Linked DNA regions of Mus musculus: region 2 is linked to region 1. A link is a contact called in public Hi-C data. All regions are on one chromosome and are shown on one strand. Each heading gives the region's core, a stretch centred on a gene start, on an enhancer-like site or on the middle of the called end of the contact. The rest is flanking DNA. Distances are from core to core; before and after follow the strand shown.

What was found. A called contact is a pair of places that touch in the nucleus more often than the background predicts.
Region 2: a Hi-C map of cortical neurons shows a contact between it and region 1, with 2.7 times the contacts expected there. The contact joins two enhancer-like sites. A contact is called at or near these places in 3 of 484 Hi-C or Micro-C datasets (adipose-derived mesenchymal stem cells, cerebral cortex and cortical neurons), 1 of 115 datasets of contacts at active chromatin or transcription factors (astrocytes) and 1 of 9 other capture datasets (embryonic stem cells).

Annotation. Positions count from the first base shown.
Region 1 is chr8:32,290,876-32,296,916 of GRCm38.p6, reverse strand. It overlaps a transcript of Nrg1 not described here. Among named protein-coding and RNA genes, the nearest start is that of Gm22140, 110 kb to the right of the region's middle. Within about 2 kb of position 3,231, at least 164 of the 459 cell types and tissues checked have an H3K27ac peak or open chromatin away from gene starts, as enhancers often do. A contact at or near this core is called in cortical neurons, where this site is marked.
Region 2 is chr8:33,002,241-33,008,281 of GRCm38.p6, reverse strand. No RefSeq gene overlaps it. Among named protein-coding and RNA genes, the nearest start is that of Gm3985, 55 kb to the right of the region's middle. Within about 2 kb of position 3,506, at least 19 of the 459 cell types and tissues checked have an H3K27ac peak or open chromatin away from gene starts, as enhancers often do. A contact at or near this core is called in cortical neurons, where this site is marked.

The sequences.
Region 1 (6,041 bases), core at 1,982-4,481:
GTGCTTCCTAGAATATGGTAGAATAGATTGGGTGGTTTGTTAATACACAGCTGTATATAACATAAAGGTATTACATGTATTATTTACATTTATTATTCTACCATTCAGGGCATGATATTGGTGGTTGTGTCCCCTCCAGAATCTTAATCCTTCCAGCTCAAATGAATTCTCTTACTTGAAATCAGCCTCGTAAAAATGTCACCATCTTAAACTAACTTTAGGTTATCATTTGTCTTTAATATTATAATTATCATATTGTATTATAAAATATGGTTTACATTTCCATAGAAACAAGCAGTGTTTCATATTGTACATTAAATATATATTATGCCATGAAGTACTAATGCATTATTATTTAATTATATATAAGGTAATGTGCCCTTTCCTTGGGAAATATTAAGTAATAGTTCTAGGTTAGGACCCATTTTATTATTTGAATAAGCATAATTAAGGCCATGATTCTACTTCATTTAAAATAGTTGGAACATAAAATAAAAAATCCTGCAAGACCTAGAGATTCTGACTCTAAAAATTGTCTAAGAAAGTGCTGAAATTCCTGGGAATTTCTACTACAGAAGCACACACAAAAGCCACTGGGTTTTTAGTTACCCTACCACCAGCTGAGGGTTCCTTACTCCGCTTGGGATCCAGTGGAAGACTGGAAAGTTTTCTAAGTGAAGAGCTAGTTACTGCCAACATCCTTCATATACTCCCTTTACATACTCAGAGAATTGAATTGATGCTAAGATTTCTATCTTTCAAGGATTGCCTTAAACTTCTCTTCTAAACAAAAATGAAAACTAATTTGAAGTCACTCATAGAAAACAACACAGGTGGGTAAAGAGGGAGCATTTATCCATTACCAAGAATATTCCTGTGCCCTCCCCAAAAAATGTCCCCATGTTTATTTACAAAATAGGTTAATTTATCTTTTAAAAATCAACTTCCAAACCTGGAGATGTTTACTGGGTATCTTCTCTTCATCAGACAATGCTGAACGCGTAACCAAGCACATCATGAGACAAAACAAAAACGCAGCCCTGGTCATGTGAAATGCATTCTAGTTCATCCCTGCTATACGCCAGGCTCCAGACTGAGTTCTCCATAGAGAGGTGAACACCAACCATGATCCCTGTTGCCTCTGTGACATTGACATGACTGTGTCTCCTGCATGTGTGCATGTGTATTCATATGGCATACATGTACTATGTATGCCCATTCACATGTTGGGCAGGCAGACATGCTTGTGGAGGCCAGAGATTAACATGAGTTATCCTCTTACTTAGTCACTTTGCATCTTGTATATGGAGTCTCTCACTTGTATTCAGAGCTCACCAAGTCAGGCTGATGTAGCTAGTAGACTGTAGTGGGGATCCCACTGTCTTTGACCCACATGTTAGGATTACAAGTGGGCCAGTAACCACAACGAACTATCACCTAGCATCACTGTACCAAGGACTGAACCTTTTAACACATGGCTCTTTGGGGAACACCAGGGATTCGAACCATCCTACTAGAAACTGTTTCTAGTCTCCATGTAGTCCACAAGAAATGGCTTTGGGGTGAGATTTCTCCTTGCACATGTGGCCTCTGTAGAAGCAGGTGCCTTGACAGATGCAGCATCCTCATCTGCAAGTATCTGCTGGACCAGTGATGTCTTTAAATGTTTATTTCTGCTGAGTCAGTTCTTTATCTCATGTATCAAGTTGCTCAGTGTTGAAGAAGGAAGAATGAACCTTGCCCTTGTGGTCACAGACTTAAAATCAGTTTATTCTAGACAAGAGACACAAGATCTCTCAATGTTCAAAGTCATTATCCAGAATCAAAAATCAAACCTGGGAAACAAACACTTCATGTCAGGAAGAATTATATATATATATTCTTCTATTCCTTGTGCTGATGGTGTTATGGTGTTAGACTATAACTTATTAAGCACTTGCCAGTGTGGGTGAATCAATGGGCAGCTTTGCTTCTTCAATAACAAGAAGCATGATTTTCAAGCACTCACTGAAATGTGGGTGATATCACAGAAATCACGGTCCCTTGGAATGATTACGAGCATTCTTGTCATGGCACAGAAATTTACCGGAGTTAATCCTTCGCCACAAACCTTGAGTCTCATCACACAGGTCAGAAAGTGCCACCCATGGGAATAATGCCATTCTCATGTATCTCCTCCCTCACTTTCATGGAATGACTTTTATGCAACTTTAGCTCAGTGAAAGTGAAGAGAAGATGTGCACCTAGGTTTCAAAACTAAAGGGAATCCCCCTGCCCCCCTCCCAATGAACAAAAGCAGTTCCAAGTCTGTGGAAACATACCACCAAGAATTCAGACCCCTTTGCCCAAATGCTATCATTTCACTCCTGTCTTCTCCCTTCAGCTTCATACTGCCCAGTTTGCTGTCCCTAGGCTTGCTAAAAATCCACTAGGAAACTGCTGTTTTATTTTACAGTTTCCCTGTTCATGCACACTTGAGTGTGCACAGAAGCCCTTTAACTTTGGGCCAAAACACTGTGAAATACTTGATCTGTTTCATTTGAGAGAATTATAGTGTAATTCTCTCCCCTGACCCCCTCCTTTACCAAGAAACAAGTGCGCAAGATGCTGTTTCGACAGTGTGGTTATTGTGGCTTATTGGAATTACATCTGGTTTGTGTTCAGTTCAGGGAAGAAATCCTATGCAGTTGTTTTATTCAAGTCGCTTCGGGGAGTGAATGGGTACCTCTGAGAGCGTGTTTGTTTCATGCTTTACTAACATCAACATGCCTGAAATTCTCTTATCCTAGGCACCCTTTTCCTCTCACTTCAGTCACTTCAGATAAGACTCACCACCCTAGATCTCCTTTGTTGTGAATGTGGAGTGAGATGTCCTAAGTTACCAGGAATAAGAGTGAAGGCAAAGTTTAACCTTGGAAAATACTGTCAAGGGCAATTCTGGAAGAAAAGCAAAAAGGGAATTCCTTTCTCTCAGTTTTAAAATGTGGTGGAGGAGAGGGTCCTGTTCTTCCTGGCACTGGTTCACTCACCAAGGAGCTGGAAATGGTTGGCACCTGATATTTTTCTTGAATTTATTTAAGCTCACAGTGGTACAAGCTGCTTACTGACCCTCGAGGTAGCAATCACTATTTTAAAATGTGTCTTATTCTTGCTACAAGGACTAAGCTTGCATGGAGGCTGCAGCCCAGGAGTCTTAAAATGCAAATGAGGGAAACCCCAGGTTAGAATGCTTCTGCACGCGCAGACAGGTTTTCAATCCCGTTACCTTAGCAACATGTGCCCTTGTGTTCCTTGAATCACCTTGACAGTCTGGTGAGGAGGGGCCGGTGAATTAGAAAGAAAACTGGGGAGTATGGAAGTTTAAGATTGGTTGGGATCCTTCTGACTCGGTTCTTACTGTAAAAATAGAAAGTCCCCTTTCCAGAAATAAAAGAACTCGGGAAGAAATAAGCCCACTGGTTGAAAGGCATGGAGGTGAAAATATCAGAACTAGCCGGACCTCAGTGAGCAGAGATATTCCAAAAATATCCTCCCCACCAGCCGCGCTGCAGATGTGTGGCTCTGGCTCCTTGAGGCTAGCCATCTGCTGCAGTGTTTCCCTGGAAACCCCAGCAACGCCCCTCCCGGCGCTCCTCCCGCGCCAGCCCTGCGCCGCTAAGGAGTGGCGGTGATGTCACTGCTGCTAGCTAGGAGGGAATCCCGAGATCCACGTCCCTCGGGTGGAGCCAATCATGGTGGGCTCTGCTGCTGGGAACCTGAGGCTTTTGACAAGATTGAAATTACCAAGGCAACATGCCATTCATCACAGTCCACAAAACACGGCTTGGAACAGATTCTAAAATCGTGGTTTTTTTGTTATCGTTGTTTTTTTCTTTCTTTTTCTTTTTCTTTTTCTTTTCCTTTTCCTTTTTTTTCCCCTCTCTTTTGCTTCTTTTGCTTCTTTTGCTTCTTTGTAAACGGAGCCCGGCCCACAGAGGCAGCTCGGCAGGCAAACCACCTACACCTACGGAGTTTTAACCTTCTCTCTGTGGATACATGAGAAAAAGACACGAAATGATTTTTTTAACCTCTTTTAAAAATAAAGGTAAAGAAATCTCTCTTATCTATACGCTGTGGCTGTGCTGTTGCCTCTGCAGAAAACTAGAATGAGAATTCCGAATGAGTTGTAGTTACACGCGGACCTAAGGCTGTGAGATGCTTAGAGGGTGTGTGTTCTGTCAACCCCCATAGACACTGATGCAGAGCGGTGTAACAGTAAAAGGGCCTGCTTCCTTTAATGATTGGTAGGCAGGATTAACTTTTGAGAAGCATGGAAAAAAGGGACAAAGAGCTGCCTTTGGAAAATCATGCTGCTCTGGGTATGTTTTAGCTCACATTCTCAGAATCTTAGCAGGAATTAAGTAAACCCAAAAGAAAGAAAAACAAGCCTCAGTAACGTTGGGTTGGGGCAAATAAGTACACCGGGGTCTGCTCTTGCGATTGTGCCTCATTCACAGGTTGTAGACAGTCACAGCGTTTGTGGTCAGGATGTTTCTAGGCAGCATGTCACAGTAAAACCAGTGGATATTTAGGGAATACATTTATTTCATCTTGTTTTCGCTCCTACAAAGGAGAGTTGTAGTTGTAGACTGTATATCAGGTAGTAGTGATGTACTGAACATACTCTTGTGCTCTTGGCATTTAGAAACAAATTATTAGTCTTTGTCGGCATTCTTAGGGAAAGCCACATTATATTTTTAGTGGCCTAAAAGCTAAAATCAAACATACACTTTAATTTGTTCTCTTCCTGTGGTTAGTGTTTTATTTATATGTAAAGGTTTGTATTCTCACATTTGTGATTCTCTCTCCCTTCTGTCATCCAGATCTTTATTACCAAAATACATTTGCCCTTTCCCCCTAATCTTTATGCATTTTTTTCACAATTAAGCAGTGTACCTTGGAACACACACACACACACCCCTATCTCCCAGGCCACAAGGAAGAAAATGTGCATATGAATGTATATCTTTTCTGTAATCAATATGCATGAGTTTTCACAGAAGATTTGCTGGAATTTTTCATCAATTCTTTACCTGACTCCAATATGCTCACTTAAAACTATGTTTTAAAAAAAATCAGATTTAAAAAACATAAGCTAATGGATACAAAAGCAGTGTGTCCTGGAGTCTTTAACTCTGTCTCCTGAGTTACTTCATTTCTCTTCTACCTCTAGGATAAGAGTTTTGCCAGGAATCAGGGTTTATAACAGTCTACATAACTGGTTAATTTTCCTTTATGTTCTTGGCTTAATGTATAAATGAAATAGCTAACTCTTGGAGAGATAGAGAAAACCTGACCCACTCTAAATTCTCTCTGTGCCCTGTCCCCCACCATACCCAGGGCCAGTCCACTTTTCCAGAGCTGTGAGCCCAACCTCTGTCTTTTCAAGCCTTTCACTGTACCATATGATAGGGAAGTTCTCTTCTCTTCTCTCCCTCCTTCTCAGCCATCACACTTGGCTTAGATATTTTCAGGTCCCCTGAAAACAGATTTTCACTTGCCACGATTAAATAATGGTATTTTAAGGAACCCACCTGGTCAAACAAAGAGGAGATAGACAAAAGAAAAAAAAAAGAAAAAAAAAGAAAAAGAAAAGGAAGAAAAGAAAAGAAAAGAAAAGAAAAGAAAAGAAAAGAAAAGAAAAGAAAAGAAAAGAAAAGAAAAGAAAAGAAAAGAAAAAAAGGTTTCAGAGACTGATCCCTGAGTCTGGCTCATTATAGATTCTATTTCCATTTGCTGGTGACAGGCTCGGCAAATAAGCAGTGTTGCTGACCAGAGAACAGCCTGTCTGTGAGGCATTCAGTCACAGAGAAAAGCAATGGCCTTCTCTCACAGACGCCATGTTTTGGAAATAGAAAGCCGTCTTGCTATTTGTCCTTCTTTACTTCAAATATCATATAGATAAGAGAAACAGGGTCAGATACTGTATTCGTTTTGCAAAAGAAATCATATTAAAGTAACTCGAGAATAACTAAGTAATACCTGGGGCTTGCAGAAAGAGT
Region 2 (6,041 bases), core at 2,257-4,756, 710 kb before region 1:
TTAATAGAACATTCATAAACTTTGTCAAAGAATTCAAAGAGTTTGAAGAATACACAAAGAAATAGTTCAATGGAACTAAAGAAAAAGAACTTAAGGAGAATAAATGCATGAGTGATGCCCATGTGCTGATTCTATTGCATGGAAAATGGCTTGTCTCCTTTATTTCTCACATACAATAGAGTGCAGCATATGTGTATGGAAGTCTGATGCTACTCATTATGGCTTTCAAACAATGTTGACTGAGAATCTTTGACCTGACCTTAAATACAGGGGAGATGAATTCTGGCTTGACTTGTGAAGGATGTTGATGGCTTAATGTTAGGGTAGATTTACTTCATCTTATTACTGAACACCTCTGCCCTTTTTTGTTTTGACCACCGGACCCCACTTTGTAGTCAAGAGCAGCCATGAACTTGAGATCCTATTGTCTTCGCTTCTCAGTGCTGAGATTCCAGGAACACTGTTCATACAGTTTTGTTCAAGATTTTCGACTTAAAAAGCACTGTCCTTTATACTGTGGATATTTCCCATTAATGTATTTGTGTGTGTCCTCTTGATATATCTACTTCTGTTCTCCCTCTATTTCTTTTAATGATCCTGGTTGGAGATTTGTCCACTTTATTACCGTATTTGAAGTCCTGTCACTTATATTTATTGATGTTACTAGAGGACAACTTGGAGGAGTCAGTTCTCTCCTGCTACCACGTGGGCTCAGGGGGATGGGACTCAGGCTGTCAGGCTTGATGGGCAGGTGCCTTCCCCTGTAGAGTCGCCTGCCTCACTGCCTCCAGATACTGTATATTTTGTGCCTCCTTTTCCATTTGCTATTTATTCTCCCAGCTTCACTTTGTTGTTTTCCAGGTGTTGTGAGTTGAATGGTTGGCTCATGCTGTCATTTCCTTTGTGTGATACCTTAAGGATGTTGATTGCCTCCAAGTGTCATTAGGCAGTGTTCTCAGAGTCATTTCCAAAGCACCACTTTTGTCCCTACTTGTTTCCTTTTGTTATTTGCTTTTGTTGTTGTTGTTGTTGTTGTTGTGGTGGTGGTGGTGGTGGTGGTGGTGGTGGTGGTGGTGGGGTGTGTGTGTGTGTGTGTGTGTGTGTGTGTGTGTGTGTGAAATCCAGCACCTTGCATGGACCAGGTAAAAGCTTCATTACTGAACTTTGCACTACCCCCGATAGTTTCCCTATATTTCTAATTGTATATTGTTACAGATCTTAATTTCTCATTTGCCTTTGGGAGTAATTCAGGAGAAAAGCCCTAAATGTCAAAGTTTTATTCTCTTCTGCTTTACTTTGTCATAGCTGAGAAGAGTGGCTTGAACCCTTTTCACATTTGATATTGTTTTTGAGACTCTTCTCTGTAGTACAATATTGAAGAGTACTGATCAGAACATCAGAATGTGTTGAGTCTTTCCCAATGTCACTAGTTAAGATGAGGTTTTATTGCATTAGAGTGGGGCCCAGTGATAACAAACTTCCCTCTAGTTCAGTTAGTGAGTGTATACATCCACACATCCAGAGACACCCATAGGTAAAAATAACATGTAAAGAGAGAGGGAAATATTGGAATAAGTTGTTACAGGAAGGCTGAGACTTACAGTATTTATATTATTATTAAATTTGTGGGACATCCCATTATACTTATATTATCAATTTATTTCACTTAATGGTTAGTTAGAGGAATTGAAGTTAACATTTGACTATAGATTTTTTTAAATTGAAAAACTTCTGTCCATTTTATTTAAAAAGTGACCTTCTGTATTTAAATCTCTACTCTCTATTTTTATGCTTTTACAACTCAGGAGAAGAATATTTGCCTCTTTATGATAAGATAAATAAAATATCAATCATATAACATGAAGAGTATGGTTGAATACAGTGTTACCATCTCTCAACTAATTTCTTTTAAAAAGCTATTTCCAGATAAGGTCATATTCTGGAATTCTAGGTGGATGAAAATGCCTATATTTGTTAGAGCTGGTATTTATTTTTTGAATGGTTTGGAATAAATGCTTCCTTAATGTTTCTTAATTTTCTGTTTTCCTTGCTTTTATGCTATCAAGCATTCTGTTTCATCTTGTTTGTATCCAACAAGGGGTCATTCCATAGACTTTAAATATCCATAATGCTTTCCAAATATAAGACTTGATAATGAGGATGATGGTAGCCATGATAGTGATGGCAAGATATATGTATAGAGAAAAGGGTGAGCAAATTTATCCCATATACTATGTATGATAATGAAATTACTAACAGTTGCTCAGTCTTGCTGTATAGCAGACACCATGTAAATTGCTGTTTATATGTGTCCCCAGTTTATTTTATATTGCTTTGATAAAATATCTTAGCAAAAGCAGTTTAGGGGGGAAAGGGTTTATTTTACCTGACAGTTTCCAACCTTATGGGGAAGTCAGAGCAGGAGGAGCTCGAAGTAGCCAGTCATCCTGACATCCAGAGTCAGACCAGAGAGACATAATTGCATGAATGGACTTGCTCACTTTGTCCATCATTTCAGGACCCAGCCTATGAAATAGTGCAGCCCATACTCAGGGTACCTCTTCCCTCTTCAATGAACTCAATTAAAAAAAATCCTTCACAGTTCAGTCTGATCCAGAGAATCCCTTAATGGGATTCCCTTAATGCCTGATGAGTACAGGTTGTGTACATTGACAATGGGTTAACTATTGTTCACGTTATCTCAGTAAATCTTTATATGAATCTCTCTCTCTCTCTCTCTCTCTCTCTCTCTCTCTCTCTCTCTCTCACACACACACACACACACACACACAATGTTATGGATACTTAAAATTGTTCTCCTCTGATAGATAAGGACAAAGTAAGCTAGTTAAGAAAACTGCAGAAGAGGAAGTAGAAAGATTTTAAGAACCAGAGATTGGGAGAACCAGGGCAAAACAGTTCCTTCTAGACTTGACCAGGCCACTACATTCATAAACCAACAACATCTGTGTTTGACTGAGTTCAAGGCAGTCAACATTTTATCAGTGAGTAGGATGAAGTCATGAAGCCCCACCCCTAGCTGAGGAGCTAGTGACAACTGGTGGCTTCCAGGGGACAGAAAGCCTATTTCTTTTTGAAGAATATGGCCCCAGGTTCACAATGTTTCAATGGACAGCTAGTCCTATCCCTGTAAGTATATCTGCTTGATGGATTATTAAGAAGAAAAGAGGAAGAGAAGGAGAGAATGGGAAGACAAAGCTGTATCACGGTGTGGGGACCCCTTCTGTTCACACATAAGGTCACATGATGGAAGAGTAGGAGTTAGGACATTCCATATGCCTTTTGTGGGCATACAACTAACCGTTTAGCAGATGGCAGATGGGAATGGTTCCTTTTGGCATTTGCTCAGAGCTGAGATCCTTGGGGCTATGGACCCCAGAGCTCTTACAGTGCAGGTGTGTTAGGAGGTGGGGGGAGGGGCACAGTGTTTCTATGGCTACCCAGCTGAGTAGTGACAGGCAGCTTGGGATAATGATCCTCACACTGTGAATCTGGCAAAGTTTCTTTCAGGCCACTTTGTGGCTCGTGCACCCTCCAGTTCTCTGAAAGAGGAGAGATACAAACAAACTAAAATGAATAAAACAGGAGCCCAGGGTTCTCATATCTGCTTTGAGGCATTTACATTTTAATGGAGCAGCCTGGGCACAGTCCCAGACCTATTGATTCATGACATCCAAGGGAGGATTCTGTGAGAATCTTATATTTTATGAGCATACTAAAGGATTCACATGATTTAACACGCTTAGGAAACAACAGGATTCCTGACTTGTGAAATAGCTAACAAGGAGATATTCAGTGAAAGGGTTTTAGGTAAGAGCCAGGTAGAGATGGTAAGAGGGGAACAGGACAGTAAGGGCTGATGCCCTCCAAAGGCAGCCAGAGAAAGATGCTAAGTTATACCAAAGATGCCTGGTTCCTGCTCTAGGGAGAACCTGCAGGCAGACAGTGTTTGGGGCTTGGATTTCAACTTTCTTCCTAGGAGGAGCAGGCTAGACTTGAGATTGCTTATTAAGTAGTAGCCTTTAGAGATCAAAGAGTCTATTCCATCTTAGAGAAAGGTACCCTGAGAGAAAATTCTCGCCAGTTCCATTGTCTCTGCTGTCATCACATGCAGTTGAGGGGGATGTAATCTCCCTTTTACAAAAAGAAACTGCTCATTATTTGCTTTTGCAATTCAAGCTGTAACCTAGTCTTCTGACAGCGCATGTGACAGTTTTTAAATGAAGGCAACTGGAGAGGCAAGAGAACGAGAAGAGAAAAGAACCCGGGGAACAGATGACAAGGTTCGGCCGTTTTTGATTTTCCCAAAATAAACATGGTATTGAAAAGTGATCCGAAATCACACTTGCTTTTGAGTAATACTTCTGTGAGACTGTTTTTTTTTTTTAAATCTATATTTTGAAGCACGCGCTTTGAGATTGGATTTGAAATTGGCTTAATACCAAAGTATGACATGTTCTCTTTTTACCAGGATTTACTGTCCTCTCTTGTCTGTTTAGATCTTACAAATTTCATTTTCACGATGCCTCAATCTTTGGGCTTGATGGTCCCTTACTGAATGGAGCTTTGATCTGAATGGGGTCCTCAGGATGTGATAACCCTTCCTCTGTTATTTATCTCTTCTTTGTAACTTCTGCCTTCATTGCATTTTTGCATAATTTATTGACATGTTCTGAGTGGCTGCTCAGAGTCAGCACTGCACAAGTACTGAGACACACAGGCTCTGCTTAGGGGCACTAAGTTGAATGCTGAGCAGTCCTGCTGCATACTCCCAATTCTCCCCTCTCTCTCTACTGTCATGGAGGTTGTTTCAAATGTCCCCCTTCCCAGTCTTCCCTCTGCAAACCCACCATCCCATCCCCCCACCCATTTGCCTCTATGAGGGTGCTCTCCACTCACCCTCCCACTCCCACCTCACCCCTCTATCATCCCCTATGCTGGGCCATAGAGCATCCACAGGACCAAGGGCCTCCCCTCCCATTGATGCCAGATAAGGCCATCCTCTGCTACATATATAGTTGGAGCCATGGGTCGCTCCATGTATATACTCTTTGATTGGTGGTTTAGTCCTTGGGAGCTCTGGGAGGTCCGGTTGGTTGATACTGTTGTTCTTCCTATGAGATTGCAATCCCCTGACCTTTCTAAGTGCCTTGTCCTTGCAGTGGCTCTTCTCCATCCTGGACTAGCAGTTTATGCTACCTGCTATCTATATACACAAGCATGTAAATATCACATAGCATCTCTTCTCAAAACACGAAGCAGAAACCCTTTGACTTTTGTTCCCCTTCACTGCCCTGTTGGGAACAACAACAACAAAAAGCGGGAGGGGCTGGGGAGGCTCTGGGGAAGATGGGAAGGACAAATATGCGACATCTGGCCAGAGTTCCTGTGCTCTGGGCAGGCGGATGCGGGGAGACTGCCAGGTGCTTTCTGCTCAGCCCTGGTGGGTGAGCATCTAAGCCTCTGACCCCACAGGGAGTGGAGAAGGGACAACCCTCAACCTGGGACCCTGGAACTCCCTTGCTAAAGCCCTGGGGTTGTAAGAGAGAGGGGGATATGGGAAGAGGTTCCCAAACACTGACCAGAGAGCACAGGAGATCTAGATGGAGCAGAGACTCTCTATGGTTTAAGAGTTTTATTATAGAAATGCAGGGAGAAAGAGAGAAGAGAGGGAGGGAGGGAGGGAGGGAGAGAGAGAGAGAGAGAGAGAGAGAGAGAGAGAGAGAGAGAGAGAGAGAGCTAGAGAAAAAGTGAGGAGAGAGGAGAGGAGAGGAGAGGAGAAGACAAGGAGAAAGGGAAGAGAAGAGAAGACAAAAAGAAGGGAGAGAGAAGAGAGAAGTGAGTGGTAAGAGGACAAAAGAGCAAGAGTAAGAGAGCAAGGTGGGGGCCTAACAGACCCTTTTATGGTCTTCACTGTTGCTAGGTAACTGGGGAGGAGTTTGGCCTGAAGGTCAGAAGCTTGGGCCATTGCTTTCCTTACTACTGACCATGCTTCTGTCGTGGGGGCTGTGGGGGCAGTA